Linked DNA regions of Hordeum vulgare: region 2 is linked to region 1. A link is a contact called in public Hi-C data. All regions are on one chromosome and are shown on one strand. The core of a region is the stretch at or near the end of the contact, and the rest is flanking DNA. Distances in the headings are between cores, read along the strand shown. Region 1 holds the start of LOC123402915 (receptor kinase-like protein Xa21). Region 2 has its middle 330 kb from the start of LOC123402915.

Evidence for each region. A called contact is a pair of places that touch in the nucleus more often than the background predicts.
Region 2: a Hi-C map of leaf shows a contact between it and region 1, with 4 times the contacts expected there. The contact joins the enhancer-like site here to the promoter of LOC123402915 in region 1. A contact is called at or near these places in 1 of 6 Hi-C or Micro-C datasets (leaf) and 1 of 1 datasets of contacts at active chromatin or transcription factors (embryo).

Annotation. Positions count from the first base shown.
Region 1 is chr6H:364,688,870-364,696,589 of MorexV3_pseudomolecules_assembly, forward strand. LOC123402915 (receptor kinase-like protein Xa21) reads right to left here and starts at 3,617. Exons shown (of 3, transcript XM_045096882.1): 1 at 3,527-3,617; 2 at 681-3,287; 3 at 1-506. The coding sequence starts at 3,273. The coding sequence ends at 136.
Region 2 is chr6H:365,019,192-365,026,911 of MorexV3_pseudomolecules_assembly, forward strand. No RefSeq gene overlaps it. Among protein-coding and RNA genes, the nearest start is that of LOC123402915, 330 kb to the left of the region's middle. Within about 2 kb of position 3,125, at least 1 of the 3 cell types and tissues checked has open chromatin away from gene starts, as enhancers often do. A contact at or near this core is called in leaf, where this site is marked.

The DNA.
Region 1 (7,720 bases), core at 2,367-4,866:
TTATTGAAGGTAGCATTGATCGGGTCGCAAGAAAACACACCATCAGGTAAATAGCAACATGGATGTCGGTGTTCTTCTTTCTTTCTGCCGGGAAGTATATGTAGTTGTTGTATGTACATAATTAAACTGAAGAATTCATGTTTGCCTTCCAAGATATGACGCCTGAATTGCTTGGATCTTGCTAGCTGCATCTCTCATGTTAGCTCTTTCGCTGGGGATGGAGTGTGTGCAGGAGACTGCTACTTGCAGCAGAGACACCAGGCACTGATGAACCGAGCCTTCTGATACACTCCTAGCTTCAGCAGAATCCTCACATTCACCTTTTAGATAAATGTCAATCACTTCATGTATTTGATGTGGAAACTCGCTACCCACGAAGTTGACTATGTCCAGTCCATCAGTAAACATAGGATCTGTTGGCCTTTTGCCAGTCAACATCTCCAGCAGCACTATCCCAAAACTATAGACATCCCCAGAAGTTGATATACGGCCTCCCCCACCGTATTCTGAAACATGTACAGACATTAAGTTAGTTTGTGTCACATGTTGCTTGCTACGTAGTCATTAGTTTATTCAAGACAAAAAAAAGTATAGCTGATAATATAGGGGAGTAAATATAATTCTTTTTCCATACGATCCAAAAATGGACCGGGTTCCACTATCATAAAATACAAATTTACCTGGTGGGATATACCCTATGGTTCCTCTTACACCAATTGAACTCGTCGAGCTTGCTGGTCTGGGCCCAGAATCAAGAAAAATCCTTGCGATGCCGAAATCCCCCAAATGAGCAACCATGTCATCGTCAAGAAGAATATTGCTGGGCTTGAGATCACAATGGATGATGGGGTTTTCACTGTCATTATGTAAATAGTCCAGTGCATCTGCCATGTTGACAGCTATGCCTATTCTTTGAGTTAAAGTCAGATGCTTATCAGCTTTGCTGTCGCCCTTGTGATGAAGCCAGGCGTCCAAGTTCCCCTTGGGCATGAACTCGTAAATTAGGGCCCTGAAAGCACTCCCGTCGCTATCAATAGTAGAACATGCAGTTATGATGGAAACAAGATTCCGGTGTTGAACGCTTCTCAGCGCTTCACATTCTGACAGGAAGCTTCTCTCGGCGCCTTGCATCTCAAGGTTAAAAACCTTCACTGCCACTTCCAACTTATGCTGCACCAACTTTCCCCTGTACACTGTACCATAGCTTCCTTTCCCAAGCAGGTTAGACTCGGAAAAGTTCTTTGTTGCTTCGACGAGATCATTGTAAGAAACTTTAGGGAAATGCTCACCCAAAGGAGCCTCTGATTCATATCTTGTTCTTCTCATTTTCCTCTCCAGGACTAGAAAGTAGACCAATAACACGAGCGACATGAAGCCAAATAATGGTATCAATACCCTGATCAAGTAATATCGTATCTTAGTTCCACGATGAGAAGCAACCGGGCATGCGGGCATATGCAGTTCCGGCACCCCTCCACAAAGCTCTGAATTGCCACCAAGCGAAACGGCTGAGGCATTGCTAAACACTCCTTTTTTTGGGATTTCTCCTTGGAGGTGATTATGAGACACGTCCAACTTGCTGACATGTTGAAGACTTGCAGGGATGTCCCCAGATAAATCGTTATAGGAAAGGCTGAGCACGCTCAAGCTCGTAAGGTCACCAAAAGTGGTCGGAATGCCACCCGTCAAGTTATTATGGTCCATTTGGATGGTTACCATGTCTTGACACTGGCTCAGATCATCAGGAATTTCTCCTGTAAGTCTGTTAGATGAAAGATTCAGTGTACGGAGTTGTTTAAGCCCACTAATTTCAGAAGGTATGTCACCTTGAAGATTGTTATAACTAAGGTCAATGGTTGAGAGTCTTGTAAGTTTCCCGAAGATGGGAGGTATTGGACCTTGAAATTCATTGTTTGCTAAATACAGAATTGTTAGCCGAGTAAGGTTGCCAAAAGAGGGTGGAATGGTTCCCACAAAGTTGTTTCCATGAAGATCTAGAGATTGTAGGTTTTTAAGACTTTCTAACCATCCTTCAATTGAACCATTGAAACTGTTTGTGCTAAGATCCAACTCTATTAAGCCATCAAGGTTTCCTATGCTTAAAGGAACTATTCCTGATAGATTGTTTCCACCCAGATGTAGAATTCGAAGTTCAGGGGACAATTTACCGACCGAATTCGGTATGGCTCCTGTGAGCTGATTATTCTTGAATCTCAGCACTTTTAGAAAACTGCAGTTTGTCAGTCCATATAAAGATTCCCATCTTTGGTTGTCACTTGACTCAAGCTTATTATCCCCAAGGTTTAGGTATACAAGGTTTAGTAGCTTTCCCAAGCTAGGAATTTCTCCAGTGAAACTGTTATTAGATAAATCTATTAATTGTAGGCCTGAAATGTTGTCTAGCGACGCTGGGATAGGACCTTCAAGCATGTTCTTGCCCAAAGTAATTTTTTGAAGATAAGGGAGGGTGTCGCCAATGTCAGGTGGCAGTGCCGCCATTTGTAGTCTATTTGCTTCCAAGCTTAGGAATTGAAGTGAAGTAAGATTAAAGATTGATGGTGGTATTTGACCTGAGAGCCTATTGTTCCCAGCCAAAAAGGCTAACATGTTGGACAATTGTCCGAGCTCATCGGGTAGGCTTCCCCCTAGTTCATTTTCTTGAAGAATGAGTAATTGTAGTTTGGTGGCGTTGCTGATGGTTGGTGGGATGACCCCAGTGAGATTGTTCTTAGAAAGATCTAAACGTGTTAGATTGTAAAGTGAACCTATTTTCGCGGGGATTAGGCCTTGTAGCATGTTTCTAGAAAGATCCACAAGCTTTAGGTTCGAACGATTTGTGAATGAATCGGAGATTATCCCTTGAAATGAATTGGAGCTGAGGTCAAGTGAGATCAGCTCGTGGAACTGGTTCAGAGGAGGCAACTGGCCGGAGAAGCCATTGTAGGACAAATTCAGGCGCTTAAGGAACGTTATGTTCCCAAGAGAAGGGTTGACTTGACCTGACAAGCTTTGGCCAGGGAGATTCAAAGCGACGACCCGCCCTGGATGCAGTAAGCTGCATTTGACACCATTCCAATTGCAGTAATAGATGCTTCGGTTCCAGTTCCTCAAGGCATCTGTGGGATCTTCGGTGGACTTTTTGAAACGGAGCAACGCGAGAATGTCTGTGATGTTCGCATGAACAGTTGAGCAACGGACACTGCCAGCTCCATAAGACAGCAGCAGTAGCGCCAGCAGAAGAAGCATGTTGGGTTTCACGGATTGATCAGACATGAGCCCCGTTTTACCTGCAAAAATACAAAGCACAAACATGGTAGCTTATATGTCATGTTCACCGGCAGAGCCACATGGCGTCCGTGACGAAACACGGCAACACATAAAGATCTATGGAATTCGCCAACGATTCAGGCATCACGTACGTGTGCCCACAACTAAAGTTATATTCAGGCTACCAGTAGCTGCATAAAAATAAAGAGAACATGCATTTTTTACTGCAAGTAATCGTGAGAAATGGACGGTGGCGTACCTCTGCAGTCTGCAGCTCTGCTCGACTGGAGCGCACAAAACGGCAGCTTTGGCAGCTTGGCTTTGCCGGTGGTTTGTATACTTGGATTTCGATGCTCAACTGGCTCAGGCCACGGCGGTTTAAATGCAGTTTTTACAGCAGGTTTGCGCCACACACTGTATTCTCACCACTCACGCCTTATCTCGATCGCTGTCAAGGTTAGTCCTCGAGTAGCGCGGGTTAACAGAACCTTCCGATTTTTTGCATGACTTGAGAAACCAGCTAGTTCGGACCATTCCAGCAGGTAGATCTAGTCAAAAACAGGCCCCCGCGTCGCCCTCCTCTGGCGACACGGGGGCGAAACCCTACTCGTCGCCGCCACCTTTCCTCCCCTCCCTTCCCCGTCTCGCCGCCGCCAGAGGTGCCCCCGGCGAAGCCGGGCGGGTTCCCTTGACGGCGGCGGCGGGGCTCTCTCCTGCGCTCTTCCTCTCCTGCGCTCGTCCTCCTCTGGTGTCCCGAGAGGAGAATCCCAGATCCGTCGCCGTCCAGCCTTCCCCTTCCTCTCGGGCTGGTTCTGCTGCGCGCGGCGGTGATGGTGGCCGTCGGTGGACCGTGGAGGTTGCGAACGCTGCTCGTTCCGTGGGCACGGGCGTGCGCCGGAGGTCGCGTGCGGGAGCGCCAGATCTGGCCCGTTCTGGGCCGATGGCGGGCTCCGGTGGCTGCAACGGGGGCTACCTGTTGGGCCAGTCGTGTGCGGCTGATGCCAGGGGGACGTTGCCTGGCCTCGGGTGGGGAGGCAGCGTCGGCTGCGAGCAGGTGGGCGGGCCAGATCTGGCCGCGTCCTGGCTGCCATGGGTGCATGGGTCGTCTTTGGGGCGGCCTGAGGTGACCGTGTACAATGCACTGGAGTGGAGCGGCGTGTGTGGTCTGATGGTGGTGGTGCGGCGTTGGGTGCAGATCCTCCGGACGAAAGTCTTGCTCGATGGAGGTGATGGCAACATCCGTCGATGCTGTTTTCTGAAGGCATCACCAAGGAGATTTGTCACCCTTTTGCCATTTGGGATCCATTCTCTGGGTGAAAACCTAAATCCATCTCCTCGGGTTGGCAATGGGGCGGCCTTGGCAGCCTTACTTTGTTGGAAGCATTGTTTTGGAGAGGTTCTTGATCGATGCACCCGGTTGGTGATGGTGGTGGAGTATGCGTTGCCACGTCCGCTCATGGCTTGTCGTTGCACGGTGGTGGTGGCAGCAGAAGCTGGATGGCTTGCAGGGATCGTCGGGCAAGTCGTGTTTGTCCTCCTTTCGGGGTTGGAGCGGCGCATCTCCGCCTCTCTTCGGAATGTCTTCTTTCTACAATGTCGGTGAGGTTGATGAACACGCTTGTGACGAACATTTTCGATGAAGGCGTTCTCTATTTTGTTTCAGCGAAGTCGAAGTCGTCGGATCGTGTGTGCGATGGGTGATATACGATGACTCTGTAACGGGGCTATGGTGTGCTCTAGTCTTTCATGTTTAGTTTGCCCGACATCTTCGTGTCGGTTAGCCTAGTCGAGCTAGGTGAGGCTGTTGTATAGGTTTTCGCCCGGTTTCTTCTTCAATACGCCGAGCAGTTCTCGCCGTCGGCGTACTTCTTCTGAATGAAATCTTAGCAGCTCTCCTGCTAACTTTCAAAAAAAAAACAGAACCTTCCGCCACTTGGGACATCTCTTGTTTCTTACCGCTGCCGTCGCTTCTTGAGCTGGACAATATTGTCGCCGCCGGTGGGGCCGACAATCCCACGGTGACTAACCGTTTACTAGGGCTCTTTTCAGCCGGAACCAGACAATGTATCTTCTGCGTTGCTGCGGCGGGACTAACCTCCAGCGGTTTCAGTACTGACAAGATTCGGCATGTGCAACGGGTTACTTGTCAAAGATGCTTGTTTCCAAATGTGTTTCGGCTTGCAGTGATGATGATTACTATAGCGTGCTTTCAGAACGTATTTCTGCGGACAGGGTTCATTTCTTGGTATTTTTGGACGTATTAGCCGGTCAAGTAAACTTGTATGCATTCCATATGGACAACACTGGGATCGTCACTGGTTGCCGTGCCTTCCACGGCTATTCTAGGCGAATAGAAGCGAAAGGCAGTCAATGGGTCCAAACATCTCGATAGAACCACCATCGGCTGGAACGGTGAATCCTTTTGTTTGAACTCTGAAGATAAAAGAAATCCATGTAGTAATTCTCAATTGATTGTTGAGACAATGTTGGGGTACTGGGTTCAACACAGCTAAAGAACTCGGGTTTACACCCCAAGAGCTTTTCTAACTGATATTTTAAAAAGCCATAAGGGAGTCAAAATTATTTTATAGTCCTTTGCGACGCACCTCGCTCATCCATTAACCGGTTTAGTGAAATATTTTTTTACTCCAACTCTCCAAATCCTCCAAATCTCCCTAATATACTAACCTCAGCTGCTGCCGAGTAAAACTCGCGCCTCTCTTTTTTCACCCTCATGATGCCCTTCCCTAAACCCTTACGAGTTGGGTTTTTCCTAAAGAGTAAAGGATAAAGCGGTATAATAGCGGATAGTATTTACCTTAGCTTTAACAACTAAGATTGTCGAACAAATGGGAGACTCCATATAGATAACGTCAACAGTACCTACACACAAAAAGCAAATGCTCGCATCCAACAAAGACAAGAGGGTTGTCTATCACCTTATTCTCGCCGATTGCAAGGATTAAATCTGGTAGTGATACGTAGATAATAAAATAAAGTAAATAAATAAATAAGAAAAACAAGGTAATTGTATGAAAAATTGACGCAGAGGCCATAGCATTCACTAGCGGCATCTCTGTCACGAGCATAATACAGTGGATAGACAAATTACTGTCAGGCAGCTCATACAAAATGCAAAGTTATGATTGTGATTCTTGATGGCATAATTCATATATAAGCATTGTGTCTGTATTAAGTAGATCGTTAAAGTTACCGAGGCCTACTATTATTAGTACATTCATCGATCCATATTCAGCATGCATCTTAAGGTATTAAATTCATAACAAACAGAGTAATACATGAAACGAGATGACCTAATGTAGACAAGATAAGACCAATTAATATGTTTATATCCCTTGTTTCATTCTTAATGGCAACGATATATACAATATGTGCCTTGCGACTCCTCCTATCACATAGTAAGTAGTTCCCAAGATTGAACCCACTACTATGCATCACTCCCTTTGAAGATCTACTCGTTTACTTGGCCAAAGAAAACTTATTGATGGAAAAGCATACATAGCTATCAAATTACAAATAATAGATATAAAAGGATGGAGTTAGTTTTAATAAATCGACAATTCATCTGATCCCAACAAACTTACCGTGGGAATTATAACGAATAGGTCTCTGAAGAGATCATTGTACTGAAGATCGAAAATAGAGAGAGAGTCAACTAGCTACTCATATGGATCCATAGGTCTTGTGAGGACCTACTCACACATCATGGTGGAGTAAGGTAAATGAAGATGGCCTTCGTGGTGGATTACCCCTCACACAACACTCCAGAAAAGGGCCCCAGATGGGATCGCAAAGTAACTGAGGCTTGCGACGGCGATGAAATTCTTTCAAGTCACGCTTTGTTTGTTTCTGAATTTTAAGGAATGTATAGCACTAGAATTAGGCCAGACGAAGCCTCGATCATGCGAGCACACCACCTAAGCTTGTGCCTCCCTCCAACATAGTCTGGTCACTACTAGGGAAAAGCTTATAGACAGTCACTTACTAGTAGCGCCCTATATTGACCCACGCTACTGCTATCTACTAGTAGCGATGTGTATTGACTTGCGCTATTAGTAAATATTACTAGTAGCGTGTGGCCAAAAAAATACGCTCTTATTAAAAATCCTGAGCCGTGCCACACAGACAGACCATAGTAATAGTGTGGGTTGTAAACCTACGCTACTATTAATTGGATAGTTTTAGTGCTCGTGAGACACCCTACGGTACCGCTAGACTTTCGCTCTTTCACACCCCACCAACCATCGCAGTCCACTCCCACACTCCACTCACCCCCGATCAAGATCTTGATCCGGCTAGCGCCCAGCACCCACCGCCACCCCCACCTCTCGAGAGACGCAACGCCAAGAACACATACATCCCCACCCCCGTTCCCGTCTCCACCTACACAGCTAGCAATCAATCACTGGAGGAGACTCCTAGGGCTTCGCCT
Region 2 (7,720 bases), core at 1,875-4,374, 330 kb after region 1:
CTTACATTAAGTTACATTGCTTGCAAGGCTTGTGTGTGATGTTGTATTACCGAGTGGGCCCCGAGATACCTCTCCGTCACACGGAGTGACAAATCCCAGTCTCGATCTATACTAACTCAACGAACACCTTCGGAGATACCTGTAGAGCATCTTTATAGTCACCCAGTTACGTTGCGACGTTTGATACACACAAAGCATTCCTCCGGTGTCCGTGAGTTATATGATCTCATGGTCATAGGAACAAATACTTGACACGCAGAAAACAGTAGCAACAAAATGACACGATCAACATGCTACGTCTATTAGTTTGGGTCTAGTCCATCACATGATTCTCCTAATGATGTGATCCCGTTATCAAGTGACAACACTTGCCTATGGCCAGGAAACCTTGACCATCTTTGATCAACGAGCTAGTCAACTAGAGGCTTACTAGGGACAGTGTTTTGTCTATGTATCCACACAAGTATTGTGTTTCCAATCAATACAATTATAGCATGGATAATAAACGATTATCATGAACTAAGAAATATAATAATAACTAATTTATTATTGCCTCTAGGGCATATTTCCAACACGTAATGCAACATCTCAAAAGGTCTTGCGAGTAATCTGACGAAATAGTTAGTCATGGGATTTTGTATTATGGAACGAGTAAAGATACTTGCCGGTAACGAGATTGAACTAGGTATAGAGATACCGATGATCGAATCTCGCCAAGTAACATACCGATGGACAAAGGGAATAGTATACGGGATTAACTGAATCCTTGACTTAGAGGTTCGACCGAAAAAATCTTCATGGAATATGTAGGAGCCAATATGGGCATCCAGGTCCCGATATTGGTTATTGACGGGAGATAGTCTCGGTCATGTCTGCATAGTTCTCGAACCGGCAGGGTCTAGATAATTAAGGTTCGGTGACATTTCGGTATAGTTGAAGTATGTATGTTTGTGACCGAAGGTTGTTCTGAGTCCAGGATGAGATCTAGGACGTCACGGGGAGTTTCGGAATGGTCCGTAGACAAAGAATGATATATATGAAGAGGGTGTTTGGGCTCCGGAATGGTTTCGGGCATTTCCAAAAGTGTATCCGGAATGAGGAATGGGTTCCAGGGGTCCATCGGGAGAAGTCCATCCACCCAGGGTCCAGATGGGCCTAAAAAGTGTTGCACCAAACATTCATGGGCTGGGCAACCAGCCACTAAAGTTCCTTGCGCTAAAGAGGTGGGAGGAGGCTACATTTGGAGGGAATCCTACTAGGAGTAGGACCACTTCCCTTAGTGGAGGAGGATTCCTCCTCTTGGTGCGCCACCTATTCCCCCTTCCTCCTTATATACTAGAGGGGAGAGAGGGAAGCCAACACCTTATTCCAAGGCGCATCCCCTCTCCCACCCTCTAGTTCGTTCTTCCTCTAGAATAGGTTCGGCACTGCAGGAGAAGCCTTGCCGGATCAGCTCCACCACCATCGCCGCCACGCCGTTAGGCTTTCGGAGAACTCAGCTACCTCTGTGACCCCTCTTTATGGATCAAGAAGGCGGATATCGTCATCGAGATGTACGTGTGTTGAACGTGGAGGTGCCGTCCGTTCGTCACTAGATCGGGATGGATCGTGATGACATCGCGGGACGGATCGTGATGGGGTCGCTGGACCGATTGCGATTTGGATCGTGAATATGTTCGACTACATCAACCACGTTATATGCGCTTCCGCTTAGCGATCTACAATGGTATGTAGATGTACTCTCTCCTCTCGTACATGGTCCTCACCATGGATAGATCTTGTGTGCGCGTAGGAAATTTTTTGTTTTCCATGCGACGTTCCGCAACATAAGCATATCAAATTCTTTCCCAAAATCAAGCTTAAATAGGATGAATTTCCTTTTACTCTTATAACAATGGTAAATGTATTCATATAACCATACTAAGCAGTCTTGGATCCATATGTTATTCAAAATTCCATATTAATTTTGTGTACCACTTTGAGGATGTACTTTTGTAATCTGTTTGTCAATAATATTGTGATGATATTAAGTGTGCAGTTAAGGAAAGAGATTGGTGTAAATTCTATAGGGCTTGAGGCCGAGTCGTTTTTAGGAATGAGAGTTATAAATGAGTGGTTTATACTATGGGTGTTGAAATTTCTCGAGTGAAAATCCTTAGTAAATTTATGGAAATCACGTACAATGATATCCCAGCAGTTATCGAGGAAAGCAACATTAAATTCATCTGGACCAGGGAACTTATCAGTAGACAATTTGTTTTATAAATCTATTAATTTCCTATTTTGTGAAAGGTGCCTCCAATTCTTACAATTCCCCCATTGGATGCTGCAAATGTTGTGAAGGCAGAGTATTGTTTTTTGTAACACATGTCCCCGACCTTTCTTTGTAATATCTATAGAGAATAGCAACTTTTGAATGATGGTCATAATGTTTGTGTTCGATTTCATCTTTCAGCATACCAATGTAGTGGTTTATGAATTTGATGTTGTTTTGAGCGTGGAAATATTTTGTGTTAGCTTCCCCCATCTTGATATGTCTGATAGTAGCTCTATATTTCCAATATTGCCTCTGATATTCAAGTATGTGTTCCAAATATGCTTTTAGTATATCTCTGCCATAATTCTCCTGAAGTGGTAACGTCCTGTATTCTTATGTAGTATCATAGAAAAGGATCATGAAATTGGTGTCTTCAATGATTTTTTTCAAGCCTACGATTCCAACACTATTAGGAAAAGGGCTATAGATAATATAGACACTAATGGCACACTAGACAAGTGGTGCGCCACTACTATATAGTAGTGGCACACCATGTGCAGGTGCGTCATTAGTGTGATGGACGCTAATGGTGCACCACACGCACGGTGCGCCACTACTAACTAACTTTTTTTTTTTTTCAAAAATACTAATGGCGCACCGGGGCAAAGTGCGTCATTACTAGTTTAACGAGTAATGACGCACCACTCATCCAGTGCGCCACTACTATAATTTTTTTTTTGCAAAACTACTAATGATGCACCACCAGCTGGTGCGCCATTAGTAACCAAACTAATGGCGCATTTGTAGGTAGTGCGCCATTAGTAATTTTGCAAAAAAAAATCTCTCTGTCACCCACGACCCCAAACCTAGCAAGCCCTCTCTCCTCCTCATCCTCACCTCCTGCGCCCCACCGCATCGCAATCGCCACCGCGCCATGGCCTCCCCCGGCCCAAACCACCACCGCCGCCAGGCAAGGCCGTCGTGGAGCATCACCACCCCACCCCACCCCACCCCGTCGAGGATGCACAAGGCTTTGTCGCTGTCGGAGCTGGGCTTCGACGCCGGGGGCGCCTCGTCGCCTCGTTTGGCAAGGTATGCTCTAACCTCCGTTCAGTTGCTCTCCTCATCCCCTTTCTCACTCAGATCCCTCTTGCTAGCCCTACCTATCTGATGCACTTCGTGAGCAAGCCAACTGGTCCTCAAATCCCCACAGAGCTCCCCTCGTTCCTGCAGTCCGCGACGTGGGCCTCCCCTTCCTCGCAGGGCTCCCCATCGCGTTCGGGGACGCGACGCGACGGACGAGGGATGCGGCGAGAGAGCCGCGTTCGGGGTGGAGTCGTAGCAGGTTCGGTCCCTTATAATAATGGCTGCAGATCGTGTTCGCACTCCCCCTGTAGCTGAAATGATAGCTCCTACCACAGGAGGAGATTTATCAAACCTGAGTAGTAATTGTATGCGCCCAGTCGTAGATTGAATGATTCATATGGAGTATGTATAGTAGTGAGTTGACTCAGTGCTATGCTGCGCTTGCTTTGACATTCTGAAGTACGGCCTGCTTTTGTTACTCCAGTAGTACTGCCTGCTTATAACATTTCATATATTGGTTTTATGCACAAGATTTTGTGCCTTGCTTACCCTAAAACTACCAAGTATTAGAGTACATATCACTGGGTGGCTACACTCTCAGCAAGGCAGAAACCAGTCGAGATATACCTGCCATGGTCCTAGGATCCGTGTCAATTTTTTAGTTAATGTGACGCCTGCCACTTTTTCCCGCTTTACTCTACCACTGACATCGTTTTCCATTGGCAGTCTAGCAAGACCGAGAAACTTATGGCCGAATCTCCTGTTTCTACCGTGGTTCGTCGGGTCAGTAACATTGCCATCCAAGAGACTTCGTTGCTAGACTGTTTCTGTTTATATTTTACTGGATAGGCGCTACCTCGTCTATTGAAACGGTGGCAAGACCATCTCGTTCTGATGCTGTCTGCCAGGTATTGCTGCTTCCTTCAAACCAAAAATGCTTGATTTGTCAGTAATAAGAACCAATATGACGTGTTTAATGTCATGTGTTAACCTTTTATCTTGAGCACTTAAAAGTTCCATACAATGTTTTATATCTTCTATTGCTCTAAGTAGTTTGTTAAATCCTTGAATAGCTTGTGTTACTATTGATCTGGGATTTTTCTTTGGTTGTCTTAATTGTCTACAATAGGGTTACAAGCTAGATTCCTATGACTTGCTGAGCTCCATTCTTTGGGGTTCTCTTCATGAGGCATTCTCTAAACATTCTATCTTCACTTTAAGAATTGCCTTTTATGTTATTTGATTGCTTGACATGCTTAAATTCAGTAACTCGATCCTCTCTGAATGCTCCTAAGCCTTTCCAAGGTGTTACTGTAGACCTTCTATCTCAACCAAGAATTGAAGAAAACATGACTCACAACCAATCATTTATTTTTCGCCACACCTTTGCTGTCACTTCTTTTGCTTTGTGGTCCTACCAGACATCAGGACTATTTATATATGTCATGTAGTTATTTGAAGAGTTCCGTGTAGCAGTTTGAATGGAATAGTCTCCCTATTTGTGTGTGTGTGTGTGTGTGTGTGTGTGTGTGTGTGTGTGTGTGTGGCTGCGCATCTTTGCAGTTCCAGCTGCTCTGTTTTCAAACTAAACACCATGAAGCTTGTTTCAGGCTAGAATACGTCTTCTGGTTCTTTTTTTAGATGGAGTTTCTTGAGAGGATCTAACCTGAACCTTGAGAGATGTGACTTTACCATGCTTCTCTCTCTCTCTCTCTCTCTCTCTCTTTCTCTGAGGTTTTTCCATGTGCTTTCATCGAAACCTAACATGATTTTTTTGGTGCAAATTCCATGGAGTACGATGGTTCTCTGTTACAGCAGAAGAGCGAATGCTTAGTTTTTGCATATGCATGTATCAGCAACTCCTTGATCGTGTCAGCTAGGAAACCATCATATATTTTGAGTAATTGTTTTATAGAGACGTATGGTTAGTTGAATAGGCTTACATAGTCTAGTAAGAAAACTATTTAAATTTTCTAAGAACACTAACTGCTAGCTTATATATCTACTTGCTTAGTTAACAAGATAATATGCCTGTACACCTCTGGAAAAAATAAACTAAATGCACGTCCTGAAGTTAGAAGTTCTTGATGAATAAGTGTTGAGTATAGAAATGAACACCATGGATGATATTGTTCATGGTGCTTGAATTAGAATTGAATAAGGTGCTGTAATTTTAATTTAATTTGACGATAATCCTTGGGTAAAAGACATCCTTTTGGAAACTTGATGGTACTTATTAGTTACAGTGCTATATTTTAATTTTATTCATTGCGGTCCTAGTAGATGCTATAAATTCTTTGAATCTACCCTTGGTGTTGTTTTACCTCTTTTTTTCCTTAGTGTCTATATAATAATGCTGTGTTTGCTCGGATGAGATTTCTCATACCATGTGTTTTACTAGGTCTTTCATTTTGGTCACCTAACAATAGTCATGTCTCTAATCTTCCTCGGCTCTACTTTTTATGCTGGTTCAGCTTAAAGAAGGCACGAGTTAGTGGAAGGCATGTCGGAAAATTTTGAGCCAATGATGATTCATGAAATTTTATTATGAAGTACTTTGAGTTGATAATTTAAATATAACCGGCCAGCCGGCCAGCAGAAGCAGGAGATGCCGCTGCCCGCCAGGGTGCCTGCGGTTGGACTTTCTTTTCTCCTGTTGGTTTCCTTTCTTCCTTTGCACGCGTGTGTGTGGGGGTGGGGTGGTGCCGTCCGTGGTAGACTTCACTGTCGTCCGTTTGTCGGCACATCTGGCTCCCTCCCTTCCTTCCTTCCTTCCCCTTTCAGCGCCGCTTCCTCCTCGCCATGCCCGCCTCCCCCGCCGTCCAACCTTCCCGCAGCTCCGGGCGTCGAGCCGCCGGCAGAGGTACCCGCCCACCCCCGCTCTCCTCCCCGCTCCGCCAAGCCGGGCAGATCTGGTTTTTTATTTTCTTTGGTCGAGTCGCCGGGGTTGAGGTGAAGGGGTTGATTCTTGTGGGGAGGAGCCATCCGTGCCAGGGGGGTGGGCCAGCACCTTCCCGTCGCCGTCGCGGGGCATTCTTGGCTCTGATCGCTTGCCGGCTCCGGGCGGGTAGTCGATAGTGCCGTCCGTGCTGCTGGCCTGCTGCGTGCTGATGGCGAGTGGGAGAAGGGGAAGCGGCTTGGAGTGATAGTGACACGCGGCACTGAAATGTGGACGCGAGTGCTGAAATTCTGAAAAACCTTGCTTCGAAATTCAGAGACACCGGCTGAAGGCAAGTGTGATCATGAGTTAAAGAACCACTTGGAGATGTCTGGTTGCCTCTTGTTGGGTGTTTCAGTGCTCTACTCCCATACTATATGTGCCGTGTTCACGAACTTTCAGTTCTATTTTTAGCATTTATGTTATCATTGATTACATAGTTCCTGTTATTTTAAAGTGATATGAACCTGCTGTTGTGTTGTTGGAGTCCTAACAAACAGTCAGATCCACAGGCTCGGTTTAGGCTAATTGCCTGACCATTCAACAGATGCCTGGTTTATAAGTGATTGTTGATGGATTGTGAGTTATTTTTAGGCTGTGAAATCTCTGTTCATATATCATTCTCTATGTAATTTGTGTAGTGTAGCTTGGGTGACTCTGCTTAAAAATCTAAATCTTGTTAGTTCTTTTTAGATTTTGGAGGGGACAATCGCGCCGGGATTAGCCGGACGCTGCACTGGATCAGCGCGATTAGCAACAGGCAGGCAGACATTGTAGGACTGACATGCCGCGTCGGGAGGGCTGTGCCCGGAAGTGCTAATTTGCTTCAGGATTTGGTGAAGGCTGGTGGGTCGTTGCTGCTCATCGGCCCACTAGGGGTGTGGAAGACAATTGTCATAAGGTATGCTTAGATGATTAGTGAACTTCCCGCAGTGATTTTACTACAGTGTACTAGTGAATAGTGATGGATACTTACGTATGGCAACTCTAATTAGGAGAGTTTCTATGGCAGTATGTACCAATTTTAGCATCAGATTGTTTCCTTGCCTTGCAGAGAAATTGCACGAATGCTAGCAGATGACTACGATAAGCGGGTGATGATTGTTGATACATCCAATGAGATAGCTGGAGATGGCGACATTCCTCACCCAGGAATAGGCAATGCCCGTAGGTTGCAAGTGCCTGACCAAGAAATGCAGCATAAGGTTTGCTCTATTGAGTTTAATACCTTGCTGCCTTGTGAAGTGTGCACAATCGTATATGTCTGTATTGTACTGCTCACAAGCCTATTGCTCGGCATTGACACACATGCTTAAAACAGATGTACTTGTTTATCAAGTATGTAAGAATTATACAGTAGTGAACATCAATATCCCATCTAACACTTATCGTGTATGTTAAACCTGTCCCTTTAATGCCGATCACGTGTTGATAGAAGC